Regions from separate parts of the Sus scrofa genome. Here region 2 is linked to region 1. The links are chromatin contacts, called in public HiChIP or PLAC-seq maps. All regions are on one chromosome and are shown on one strand. Each heading gives the region's core, a stretch centred on a gene start, on an enhancer-like site or on the middle of the called end of the contact. The rest is flanking DNA. Distances are from core to core; before and after follow the strand shown. Region 1 holds the start of LOC100156967 (cytochrome c oxidase subunit 5A, mitochondrial). Region 2 holds the start of EDC3 (enhancer of mRNA-decapping protein 3).

What was found. HiChIP or PLAC-seq counts read pairs in DNA pulled down with a chosen protein or histone mark.
Region 2: an H3K27ac HiChIP or PLAC-seq map of alveolar macrophages shows a contact between it and region 1. The contact joins the promoter of EDC3 here to the promoter of LOC100156967 in region 1. A contact is called at or near these places in 1 of 47 Hi-C or Micro-C datasets (heart right ventricle) and 1 of 2 datasets of contacts at active chromatin or transcription factors (alveolar macrophages).

What each region holds. Positions count from the first base shown.
Region 1 is chr7:58,619,118-58,626,128 of Sscrofa11.1, reverse strand. LOC100156967 (cytochrome c oxidase subunit 5A, mitochondrial) reads right to left here and starts at 3,160. Exons shown (of 5, transcript XM_005666147.2): 1 at 2,888-3,160. The coding sequence starts at 2,993.
Region 2 is chr7:58,824,977-58,831,987 of Sscrofa11.1, reverse strand. EDC3 (enhancer of mRNA-decapping protein 3) reads right to left here and starts at 3,295. Exons shown (of 7, transcript XM_001927872.4): 1 at 3,129-3,295.

The DNA of each region.
Region 1 (7,011 bases), core at 1,911-4,410:
CCAACCCTACTTAAGTACAGCATTTCCACTTAGTTTTGAAGCTTGTGAGGTAAACTGTCTTGGAAAACAGTTACTCGGTACTTTTATACAAACTGACGCTTCCAGAGAAGGAAAAGGGAGCTATAAAAAAACTGGGATTTTTCAGGAGTTCCCGTGGTGGCACAGCGGAAACGAATACAACTAGGAACCATGATGTTGCTGGTTTGATCCCTGGCCTCACTCAGTGGGTTAAGGATCTGGCGTTGCTGTGAGTTGTGGTGTAGGCTGCAGATGTGGCTCGGATCCCATGTTGCTGTGGCTCTGCTGTAGGCCAGCGGCTACAGCTCCGATTTGACCCCTAGCCTGGGAAACTCCATATGCCAGAGGTGCAGCCCTAGGAAAGACCAAAAAAAAAAAAAAAAAAGACATTTTTTCTTTATTGGCCACACTCATGGCATATGGAAACTCCTCGAACTGAATCCAAGCTGTAGCATCAACCTATGCCATAGCTGCGGTGATGCCGGATCCTTAAGCCACTGCACCAGTCCAGGGATCAAACCTGCAATGCTGCAGAGACAACGCTGGATTCCTAATCCACCTTGCCACAACGGGAACTCCTAAAAATCTATTTCTAACACTGCTTTTTGGCATTCAGTCAAGCAGTCTATTACCTGACAATAAAATGCTAACATATTCAGAAAAATTAAAGGAGCTTATTAATTCCCTTGGTTTAAATTTAGTTAAATCAGATAGTTTTCCATTCAATAACTCTCAGATATGGCTCAAAGAATGGACATTTTGGTAGTGGTATATCTAAGAGCAACGGATAGAGGTGAACAATGTAGGGTGTCCATGAACAAGCCCAAAGGCAGGGCTACGGAGGTACAAGACCTAAGAGCAGTCATGAATCTTGGGGCCCAAAGGCTGTAAATCTATAAATGTGGGAGTGGTGCAGAAAAAAATATCAGAAGGTAATAAAAAGTGCCTACTTAAAGGCACTGCAACAAGAAAGGGAAAGTGAAAACAACTCCCATCTTTCCAAAACTATCAGGATAAGGATTAGGAGCCAGGATTGCATAACTTTTAAGGGTTGACTAGAGAATCTAACCATTATTCAAAATATTTCATTATTTAATCCCGCAGTTACTGGAAAACAATTCTGTTAGAAGCTGAAGATTTCTTGGAGCAAATACGGAATTTAAGTTTTTTATCTAAAGCAAACTTGAAGCCCTCCATCCAGGTTAACCCCCTCAGAGCTCTCAAGTATATTCTCATTTGCCCTTGGATAGCTTCATCCAAAAATCTTAATCTTTTTAACTTTCAATTGCATAAAACCTCTTCAGTCTCAAACTGGTAACAAACCTCACCTATAATATGCAAAAATGAAAAGCACTATAATAAAGCAAGTATGTCTTAAGCATTTGTACCTGGAAAGGGGTAAGAGTTTATATTATCTCATTTAAATTTCACAACTACTAAATATTATCCTGGTTTTAGAGATGAGGGAACTGAGTCTTAAGGTTTAACTAATACCTCCAAGGTCACACCGCTAGAAAGCAGTTGACATGAATATAACCAATACTGCCTCCTTGTGGCAAATATTTAGGTCTATGGGACAATACCTAAAATAAAGCTTTTTGTTAGGGAATTATACTAAAGAGGGTGCGGAGAATGCCTAGCAGATAAACCAGTAGTCCAAATTTACTGGAGAAAGAACTGCCTTAAATCTAGAGTTTGCAGAAAGCCTGCCACTTCCTCAACCTGCCACAAAATGTAACAATTCTTTTCAAGAGGTCAAGAACACCTCCCCCAAATGTATCCACATGAACAAAACCGAAGCAAAACATAACTCCTTAGGTTCTGAAGCGCTAGTTAAATAGTCAAAAGAACAACACTATTAGTTTTGAGTTTGAGTGCATGTTTAAATTTTATAACGTTAGCATATGCTACCGTCACGCACCAAGATCAAAGCGCAGTTACAAGAAATGGGCACAACACTGTGAGCCAACTATATTCCAATAAATTTTTTAAAGTGCATTTACAATAATTAAAAGTTCAGTGCTGGACACAAAGTCTCCTGGAACACATATTAAGCAGAAGGCAAAATAAGAGACAGAAATCAGCAGAACATCTCATACTCCAGCAACCAGACTTCTAGCCGGAAGCACAAATAAAAAATAAAACTTCTCCAAGTTTGTAGGACCCAGGACTCCTGGGTCTGTGGTACCCCGTTTTCCAAACAGTAATATTCTTATCCTAAGACCTATCAAGTCAGGCTCTCTTCCAGACCTCAGGAAACAACCACATACACTGATCTAATGTAAAGATGGAAGAATTAAAACATGGCACAACAGTGTCTAAAAATAAAAGAACGGCTGGAGAAAGTGACACACAAAACGGTAACGAGAAATGCCTGATGAAAAGACTACACTGTGTCCCAGTCACGGAAGTATAAAGTGTTCTCGGAAGAGGCTGCGGGCGGCGGTGCCAGGGTCCCCGGAGGGGCCACTCCCGCCTTCTACCCTGAGCTCAATGTCACCTTCGCGGAAGCGCTGCAGGCCGGCGGTAGCCACTCCCAGTCAGTGGCCGCAGGATCAACGCCAGGGCACGGTCATGGCCCGGGGACCGAAGAGGTCCAGTGGGCGCGGGAGGTGCACCCACAGCAGGTCCACGCTCGACCGGTCCGCGGTGCCCGCACCAGGAAGTCGCGCCAAGGGAGGACCCCGGGACGCGCCCTCGAGTCCTCCACAACTCGGCGGCGGCGGGAATGGCTAGCGGTCCTCAGGTTCGGCCGTCGGCCCGCAGGGCAGGGGCTAGGCCTCTGGGCGAGCCTGCCCTCGCATGGCGGCGGGGGCCCAGGTCACCACAAGGACACGCGGGCGCGGACAGTGGCAGGCGGGAGCCTTACCGGCGGCGGGGCCGGGGGTCGGAGTGGGGTGCAGAAGGCCTCGAGGGCTGGCCCGGGCGACTGCGGCTGCTGCTACGGAGCAGCGGCGAACAGCGGCGCCTAGCATGACGGCGATGGCGGCGCGCAGGTTAACGCTAAGGCAAAGCCGGGTGTGAGCTCAAGGGCCGCTTCGAAGCTCGTGGGGGCCGAACTCACGCACCGACGCAGGGCGGGCGGAGCGTGGAGGCCCTCCCACTGCGGCGCTCGCGCCTAGGCGGAAAGGGGCCACACGCGGCCGCAGGCGGCCTACGGCGGCGCGTTCAGGACAAACCATTTCGGCGCCGCGCCCCGCCCCGCCGCCCGGGTCTGGGCGTGGACCAGATCTGCTATTGTGGAGCTAGGATGGTAGGATGGCAGAGGACAGCAGTGGACAGGCTCGAGAGGCGACTCCAGCACCTCAAAATGGGAACGATAACAATAATAACGACAAATTATAATAAAAATATCTTTTTTGTTTACCACCTGGTGTGAGCCTACAATAAGAGAACAAGTGGGGGCAAAACAACTGCTTGTGTATAAGATCTTATTAGCAACTAATCTTTTTTTTTTTTTTTTGCTTTTTAGGGCCGCACCTGCAACATAATGGAAGTTTCCAGGCTAAGGGTGGAATTGGAGCTGTAGCCGCCAGCCTATGCTGCAGCCATAGCAACGCCAGATCCTAGCGGCGTCTGCAACCTACACCATGGCTCACCGCAACGCCGGATCCTTAACCCACTGAGTGAGGCCAGGGATGGAACCCTCAACCTCATGGTTACTAGTCGGATTATTTTCCCCTGCGCCATAACAGGGATCAACAGCAATATTCCTGTATAACAAATCCGCAAGCATTAGGAAATGAGTGGAGGAGCTCCCGCTGGGGCGCCACAGGCGGGATTGGCCGTGTCTTGGGAGCTCTGAGACCAGGGTTCCATCCCCTGCCACGCATAGTGGGTTAAGGACCCGGTGTTGCCGCAGCTACGACTTGAGTGGCGATTACCTTGGAATCTGTTCCCTGGCCCAGGATCTCCATATGCCACGGGGCGGCCAAAAATTGGAAAAAAAATATGAGTGCAATCACTTTACAGAGAAGGAAACAGCCTCAGAAATTAGATTTCTTGCAGGCAATTGACTCTCTTTTCACCAAATCCCCAGTTCCAGGACTCACCTGGATGTTTCTGGGGAAACCACCACTTCCAGTCCCTACAGGAAGGGGTCGATTAAATCCCAAGACTCTTAATATCAAATCTGGCCTCAGTAACTGCATTCTGATTTTGAGCTCCTGGGCAGTGGGCCTGCTTGCCCCAGGCCTGAATTATCTCGCAGCCACCAAGAGTTAAGTAGTAAAGATTCTTGACTTGTAATCACTCATTCTCTATCCCTGGACCCACTGAAGAAAGAAAAGATGGATATTCAGCTCCTCTTCCTCACTCCAGGCTCTGTCTCCAGAAAATCAGTGTTGATCTCTTTTTCTTCCCTAGCAGTGTGGCCTTAGGAGGTATGAATCTGGCTGGGAAACGGATAAAAAAGCTTTTCTCAAAGCACCTGTCCTCTGAGAGTTCCCTTGCAGCATAGTGGGTTAAGGAGCTGGATGTTATCACTGCAGTGGTTTGAGTCACTGCTATGGTGAGGGTTCAGTCCTTGGTCCAGGAACTTACATATGCCCCTGGTTGTGGCCAAAAGTAAAAACAAACAAACAAAAAAACCCCAAAGCACCTGTCCCCATTTTCCCCCACCAACTTAACCAAACAACACCAGGGGAAGTTTTGCCTCTTTGAGTTTAATTAATATTCTCCAAATATCTTAAGAGCTGGAAGCTCAGGACAAGGTCAGCGTTCCCATACTTAAGAAAGCACTGTAGTTCTCTTGCGGCACGTGGCATTAAGGATCCACATCTTCACTGCAGCAACCTGCATCGCTGCTGTGGTACAGGCATCTCTGGTCTGGGAACTTCCACACTCCATCTGGTCTTTGCTCTTAGTCTCTCCACTTTGCTACAGTACCTTAGATTGAGAACTGGAGTGTGGTATGTTTTGGTTGTTGTTTTCAAAAACAATCATGACTGTAGTGGAGTTCCCGCTGTGGTGCAGTGGATGAAGAATCTGGTGTTGTCTCTGCAGAGGTACGGGTTTAATCTGCTACCCAGAGAAGTGGGTTAAAGATCCTGCTTTGCTGCAGCTGTGGCAGTTGTTGTAGCTGCAGTTCAGATTGGATCCCTGGCCTGGGACTCCCATATGCCACAGGTGTGGCTGAAAAAGAAAAAAAAATGAGTGTAATTTATTATGTACCACTGCATGCTATAAATTATTTATTATCTCATCTAAGCCTCATAACAATGTTGTGAGATAAGAATTTATCCCTATTTTAAAGATGAAGAAATAGGCTCAAAGGATATTTGCCTAAGAATCACATAGCTAATAAATAGTAGTGCTTAGAGCCCAGGTTTGTCTGACTCTAGAAATTGTTTTCTTTCCCTACCACCCCTAAAGGTAGGCTTTGCTGGCTTCTCAGTGAACTCTGAACCACTTGTTACCTTGAGGGCAGTTCTTAGCCCTCATCACTTGTATTAGTTTTCTATTGCTGCCTAACAATTTACCACAAACTAAGCAACTTAAAACAATACCCATTTGGAGTTCCCACTGTGACACATTGGGTTAATGATCTGGCTTGCCTCTGTGGCTTTGCTGGGTTGAATCCTTGGCCTAGAACAGTGGGTTAAGGATCCCGTGTTGCTGCAGCTGCTGCAGCTGTGGCATAAGTCATAGATGAACCTAGGAACTTTCACATGCTCTGGATGGGGCTGAAAAAGCAAGCAATCAAACAAACCAGTAAAGATTCTTGGAATTCCCTGGTGGCTCATTGGGTTAAGGATCTGGCTTGTCACTGCCATGATGTGGATTTGATCACTGGCTCTGGAACTTCTGCATGCTGCAGGCCTGGCCAAAAACGCAAAAGAGTCCCCATTTATTATATCCCAGTTTCTGTAGGTCAGAGTTATGCCTTCATAGCATAACTGGTTTTCTACTGAGGATCTTATAAGACTGAAATCAAGATGTCAGTCGGGACTCTGGTCTCATCTGGAGCTCAGAGTCCTCTTCCCCGAGCTTGTTTAGATGGTTGGCAGAATCCAGTTCTTTGGCGTTGTAGGACCGAGTCCACATTTTTTCTTACTGTCAGCCAACGATCACTCTTAGCAACTAGAGGCCACCCTCAGGGCCTTACCATACATGTGGACCCTCCACAGGCCCTCTCACAATACCACTGCTTATTTCTTCATACCAGTGGGAGAGTATCTCTGACACCTCACCCTCTTTTAAGGACCTCATCTAATCAGCTCAGGCACAGTCAAAGTAATCTCTCTTTTGATCAACTCAAAATGAATGGATTAGTAGCTTAATCTTGGGAATGATATGCCATCATATTCACAGGTTCAGCCCTGATTATACCAGGGGACCAAAGGATGTGAATCCTGGGGGCCATCTTTAAATTCAGCCTACCAGGGAGTTCCCATCAGGCTCAGTGGTTAACGAATCCGAATCCGACTAGGAACCATGAGGTTGCAGGTTCAATCTCTGGCCTTGCTCAGTGGGTTAAGGATCTGGCTTTGCTGTGAGCTGTGGTGTAGGTTGCATACGGGGCTCGGATCCCGCGCTGCTGTGGCTCTGGCGTAGGCCGGTGGCTACAGCTCTGATTAGACCCCTAGCCTGGAAACCTCCATATGCCATGGGAGCGGCCCTAGAAATGGCAAAAAGACAAAAAATAAATAAATAAATAAATAAAATAAATAAATAAATTCAGCATGCTACATCACTCAGGTTTGGGGGATACCCTGCTTGTTCACAAATTTGCCTCCAGTTGTGCCCCCAGGCCCCAGACCATTCTGCCACTTTTAGTATATACTCCTTCCATGATGGGTTTAGACAGACACCTTGGTTCTTGCCTGAGGCCATCAGGGTGTTGTCTCTTCCTATCATCTTCTGCCCTAAAATCCTTTGCTTTCTCTCTGGAGAAGCAGCAGCTAGACTTTTGATGCCTCAGGGATGTCACTTTCACCAGTTGATCAGCCTATCATCTTCTTGCTTCGGCCCAGAGCCTTCATCATGGAACAG
Region 2 (7,011 bases), core at 2,046-4,545, 210 kb before region 1:
GGAGTGGGAGGGATCGGGAGCTTGGGCTTATCAGACACAATTTAGAATAGATTTACAAGGAGATCCTGCTGAATAGCATTGAGAACTTTGTCTAGATACTCATGTTGCAACAGAAGAAAGGGTGGGGGAAAAATATAATTGTAATGTATACATGTAAGGATAACCTGACCCCCTTGCTGTACAGTGGGAAAATAAAAATAAAATAAAATAAAATAAAAAATAAATAAATAAATATCAGCAGGTAGGAAAAAAAAAGTGATAGAAAATCAGATAGACCTATTCCAAGTAAAGAAAGTGAATTAGTAATTTAAAATCTTCCCCCAGAGGACTTTACCACTGATAATCTCTATCAAACAGAGAAAGAAAGAAATAACAATTCTACACAAACTCTTTCAGAAAACAGAAGAGGAACATTTCCCAACTCATTGTATGAGGGTACTTTTACTCTGATACTAAGGTGAGCCAGAGACAACATAAGGAAATATTAGACCAATATCCCTCATGAATGTGGGTAAAAAATTCTTATCAAAAGATGAGCAAACTGAATTTGGCAACATATACATACAAAGTATTCTACATCATGACTCAATGGGATTCATTCTAGGAACACAGATTGGCTTAACATCTGAAAATCAAGTATTATATATAATACACCATTCATACATATCCCTACCTTAAGAGTTTTTTATTTTATTTTTATTTTTATTTTTTTTTGTCTTTTTGCCATTTCTTGGGCTGCTTCCACGGCATATGGAGGTTCCCAGGCTAGGGGTCTAATCGGAGCTGTAGCTGCCGGCCTACGCCAGAGCCACAGCAACACGGGATCCAAGCCCCATTTGCAACCTACACCACAGCTCAGAGCAACTCCGTATCCTTAACCCACTGAGCAAGGGCAGGGACCGAACCCGCAACCTCATGGTTCCTAGTTGGATTCGTTAACCACTGCGCCACGACGGGAACTCCATGAGTTTTTTAATATAAAAAAGGTTATTTGCATTTTTTTTTGTCCTTTTTTGCCTTTTCTAGGGCCGCTCCCACGGCATATGGAGGTTCCCAGGCTAGGGGTCTAATCAGACCCGTAGCCTCTGGCCTACGCCAGAGCCATAGCAACGTGGGATCCGAGCCGCGTCTGTGACCCACACCACAGCTCATGGTAACGCCGGATCCTTAACCCACTGAGCAAGGCCAGGGATCAAACCCGCAACCTCATGGCTCCTAGTCAGATTCGTTAACCACTGCGCCATGACGGGAACTCCTATTTGCATATTTTTAAAACACCAAATGTCTATTATAGGTGGGAAATTCTATTTTTAAAAAGCCAATATTTACTACCTGTGAGAAATTACAACATAAATTATTTAAAATTAAATATTTATCTACTTAAATTTATGATGACCCTCCCATTTCATTAAACTACACTGGGCAAATCTTGAGATTAACCAGCTAATACTTTCTCTCTTCACGTCAAAAAGGCAACAAATTTGATAAGCACACCCTCCAGATAAGGCTTCAAATACACACTGTGTATAAAGAGAGTGAAAGAGCCTCAATGCCAATCACCAAAATCCCAGCTGTAAGTTGTGTAAATCAAATCCCTCCAGACACAGATGCTTAGAGACATGACTTCATCTATTTATCACAATCTGGCAAATACCCCATCTCACCCACCAGGTCATTGTAAAAGACTTAAATGCCTTGCCAAAATTCTGACACACTATCACTATGGATACTGTGCTCCTTTGGGACACCAAATATGGATGTTCTGTCCTGTTGTTCTGGCTGAAGAATTCTAGCAACCCTGATCCTGTGGTTAAGAACAGAAAAATGATACACTTTTTCACCTTGCATTAGAGAATCTCAGGAATCACAAAGATCTTAAACATTTTCTAGCCCAATGTGTTTCAAACTACAGGTCTTTAGCAGGCAGATTCATTAGCTGTCAGAGTCAATTTAGTGGCTACAATCAACTTTTTTTTATTTTAATGAAATAGAAAATGTCAGAGGGCATCATATGTAGAAAGAGTAAACTTTTGTTTGTGTGTACACACTCTATGCATGAGGGGATCACAGAGAGTCACTATGTAAAATACATTAACTGTGGATCACAGGTGAAAAAAGTTTGAGAGACACTATGCTAGTCCCATAGCCCTACAGCCTCAGGAAAGCTCCACTCAAAAATTCTCAGCAGTCAAAAAGTTATGTTCTTTGTATTTGTAACCATATCCACTTCACACAGAGAAAACAAAAAAGTATCAATTTTGTGCTCAATATACTTAATCTTCCATTCATAATAAAGACTAGAATCCACCTGAGGTTTCCAGCTGAAATAGTAACCTGTCAGAGACATTTGTTTTGATGAGATTAAGACCTGTATTTGACAGACCACAGACAACTGAATTTAGTCTGTGGCTAGGAAAGAGAACAAAAACCACTCAAGGCCTCGAGTTCTTCATCTGTAACCACAAGAGAGGACTGTTAGGGCTCCTAGCTCTGGAACTAGATTTATTGACAACCACCTGGCCAAGCAAGTGAGGACCACGCCTCCCACACGCCAAATGAACCATTCAACAAGTCAATTGCTGACCAAATCAACCAATATCACACAAAGAGCACAAATTCAAACTTATAGCAACAGCAATAAAAAAAAAAAAAAAAAAAAAAAAACAAGGGAAAGTCCCTAGGATTCAGCAGAAGCTGTGCCCTGAGCCAACTATCATTACTTTCTCAGCCACCCTTCTCTCTCAGACCCCAGTTCACTTCTGTCTTCCAGCTATGTGGCACTCGCGCTCTTCCCTGCCACCCGACCCCACTGTGCAAAAGAAAACTGAGGCACGGAGCACTAAGTGGACGGGCTGCAGCAGCCATCAACAAGACTAAACTAAGAGCATAGGCCACTAATGGCTCACACCTCCCACAATTCCTCGACTATTCTGAATCCCGCTCCCCTCCGACTCTCACCTCAAACCACATCCCCAAAGCAAGCCTTAGTAATGGGCCCCCAGCTCGTGCTCGCCTCTATAAAGGTCCAAGGCCTAGAACCACGAAACCTAAAAGCAAACCCTCCTGGCAACCCCGGAAGCCTCCTCCCACGAGCGCCCAAGAGCCACCCGCCTCCCCTTCGCTCCCACCTCCACGCCGCCGGGCCTACGCCTCCTCCGCACACCACACGGAGCCGGCTCCGAAGCACTCGAAGACCTGAGACGGATAGGCTCCTCCACCCACCTACACAGCCCGGGCCGCGGCCGCCTCCGCCGCCGGAAGCGCCCAGCGTCTCACCATCGTCCTTAGGTCACTTCCGGCGCGACGCCTCGGATACCGAAGAGCTGGCTGTTGAGGGGCGGGGCTCCCGGGAAATTTGAGAGTTTGAGAGAACCTGGCCTCCGGCAGCTCTGAGGCTTTCCGGAATCGTTCCTGCGAGCCCATTTTGCGTGCCCCACTTCTGTCAAGTGGATTCTGTTTTCGAGTAGAGGGTCTCCCGCACTCGGGGCATATGAAAGTTCCCAGGCCAGGGATCAATACCAGCCACAGCTGTGACCTAGCCACAGCTGCTGCAATGGATCCTTAACCCGCTGCGCCCCTATGGGAAGTCCATCTTGCTTAGCGTGTTGTGTATGTGTTTTACTGCCACACCTTCTGCCTATGGAAGTTCCTAGGCTAGGGGTCCAATCGGAGCTGTAGCTGCTGGCCTAAGCCACAGCCACAGCAACACCAGATCCGAGTGGGTGTCTGTCTGCGACCTACATCACAGCCCAGGGCAACGTAAGATCCTTAACCCTCCTTAACCCACTGAGCGAGGCCAGGAATCAAACCCGCTTACTCATGGGTACTGGTCGGGTTCCTTATCGCCGAGCCACAAGGGGAACTCCTATCTTTCTTATCCTTTTTTTTTTTTTTTTTTTTTTTTGTCTTTTGTTGTTGTTGTTGTTGCTCTTTCTTGGGCCGCTCCCGCGGCATATGGAGGTTCCCAGGCTAGGGGTTGAATCGGAGCTGTAGCTGCCGGCCTACGCCAGAGCCACAGCAATGCGGGATCCGAGCCGCGTCTGCCACCTACACCACAGCTCACGGCAACGCCGAATCGTTAACCCACTGAGCAAGGGCAGGGACCGAACCCGCAACCTCATGGTTCCTAGTCGGATTCGTTAACCACTGCGCCACGACGGGAACTCCCTTTTTGCTATTTCTTGGGCCGCTCCCGCGGCATATGGAGGTTCCCAGGCTAGGGGTCGAATCAGAACTGTAGCCACCAGCCTATGCCAGAGACAGCAACGCGGGATCCGAGCCGTGTCTGCAACCCACACCACAGCTCAGGGCAACGCCGGATCCTTAACCCACTGAGCGAGGGCAGGGACCGAACCCACAACCGCATGGTTCCTAGTCGGATTCGTTAACCACTGAGCCACGACGGGAATTCCTATCTTTCTTAGTCTTAATTAAAAACTCCTCCAGTTCCTCTTACGCTAATAGCTGGGCAGAAGACTTAGGGGCGGGGCTTGCGCCTAGTGACAGGGACCTCATCTTTGATCATTTTCAGCTGTGGGGTGCAATAAGTAGATCCCAGTGGTGAGTTAAAGGAAACGAAAAATTCCCTTTGTTGTTTATCTTCAGAGTTTATCAGCTCCAGCTCATTTTGGGCTTAATGTCAGCCAGTAAGAGTAGTTAATTCTCCTGTGCTTCCCTACCCCCATCCCCACCCCCATTGTTCATTGGGAGGAAAAGTGCCGCTCTCTTTTCCGTGGTATTTTAGTCTTGATTTTGAAAAGAGCGGACGTTTAGGGCCAAGACAGTGTAAATGAGGAATTTTAGAGTTTGCAAGATCATCTTGAAGTCTGACACCTGGTTTGGGAACCACTGCTTGGAAGGGCAGCGTAGTTGTCCAAATTCACAAGAGAATCAATCTTTCGTCTTGTGGTTGTTCTCTGCTGCAAGCACTGCTGTAGCCTCCAAGGTCATTTGGATGCTTGTCTGCTCATGTATCCCCATCACTTTGCACAGTGCCTACCAAATAGTAGGTGCTAAAATAAGTGTTTGTTGAATGAATGAACAGATTGCTCTGAGGCAATATAGGACTTTCCTCAGAGCTCAGAGTAGGAAGCTCTAGTCAGATCTGAAGTCCTAGTTGGCCAGCCATTACACTTGGGAAAAGAGATCAATATCCGCCTTAATTCCATTAAATGAATTGCTCTGCTTAGAGAATTATGCTATATTGTTTTTGAACTTTCATCTCATGGAAGGATCAATCACCCAGACTTTTAAATCTTTTCATGATTTTAAGCATTAAGTTTCTCCTTTGGCCTACAAAAAGTGGCAAATACATTCAGAATTGGAAAAGAGAATCATTGTTTTCTCTAATCTGTGTCCATTCCATTCTTTCTCTAAGGGCTGGTCATTTGAGAATCTCAAAGATTCTCCCTGAGAAAGGGATTGTTTCCCTTCCTGACCTGAGTGTATAAGAGTTACTTTTATTTAAGTTCTTTCAGAAACCACAAACTAGTTGTATCCTACTTGTTAAAAATACATATTCTCAGAGTTCCCATTGTGGCACCACAGAAATGAATCTGACTAGGAATCACGAGGTTGTGGGTTCGATCCCTGGCCTTGCTCAGTGAGTTAAGGATCTGGTGTTGCTGTGAGCTGTGGTGTAGGTCACAGACTCGGATCGGATTCTTTGTTGCTGTGGCTGTGGTGTAGGCCAGCAGCTGTAGCTCTGATTGGACTCCTAGCCTGGAAATCGCCATATGCCTGGGGTGCGGCCCTAAAAATCAAAAAACAAAAACACATTCTAGGGAGTTCCCTGGTAGCCTGGTGGTTAAGGATTTGGTGTTGTCACTGCTGTGGCTCAGGTTCAATCCCTGACCCAGGAACTTCCGTATATCAAGGGTACAGCCAAAAAATATTTACACCTCCTAGGCCTCACTCTCAAGAGTCTGACTCAGGAAATCTGGGGTGGAATCTAGGAATCTGTATTTTGACAGGGAGATCTGATGCTGTGGCTGGAAGACTGTACTTTTGGTGCCACATCAAGTTCTTTGCTTAACAGAGAAAAGATGGCATCCTCCTAGCATCACTGCTCCTTCTCCAAACCTCCCACCACCACTCCATGTCCAAATCACATACAGAAATTGACAAGGTTTACTCCTCCAAAGCCTAATTCTTTCTTTTGCCTTTTCCTCTGGGCTATGATATCTCCACACAAATGCATATTCAGTTTTGCACAAAAGGCTTGTTCTCTCAGCAGAATCTAGAATTTGAGGTGTTCATTAATTGCACAACAAATTCAGATTAAAGATTGGCATTTTACAGAGTTAGAGAAGGTGGAGAGTCATCCTGTGACATTGTTCCAAACCCCTTGTCCTTGCTACAGTCATGGGCTATACTCCTTATGTGTTAAATTCAAACACTGGTTTGGACAAGAAATACCATATGCCTGAAACATCTTATCATACAAGATATTAAGAAACTGCAAAGACTACTAGATTTTTGTTAAAAGAACTCAGATGGCAACTTGAAGAGGTTCCCACTGGCCAAAAGTAGAACAATTTGGGCATCAGTGAAAACAGTAGAAATTCATCAAATATATTAGGATCCATGTGTCACTAACGATAATTTTTAAACACTTAAACGGCAACATTTAACCATATACCTGGTGCTCCCATTCTTATTTATTTACCCAAGTGAAATTAAAATCTATCCACATAAAAACCAGCCCAGGGATGTATATGGCAGCTTTATTTATAATCGCCAAAAATTGGAAACAATCTAAATGCCCTTCAGCTGAAGAATGGATGAACAAGCCTTGGTAGATCCATACAAGCAATAAAAATGAACAAATCAGTACATGCAAAAAAAAAATAGATTAATCTCAAATGCATTACGCTAAGTGAAAGCCAGACCTAAAAGTCTATATGCTATAATCCTATTTGTATGACACTCTGGAAAAGGCAAAACTATAGGTGCAGAAACCAGGATTTACCTGAGCATGTGGAATGGGAAGTTTGCAAAGGGGAAGCACAA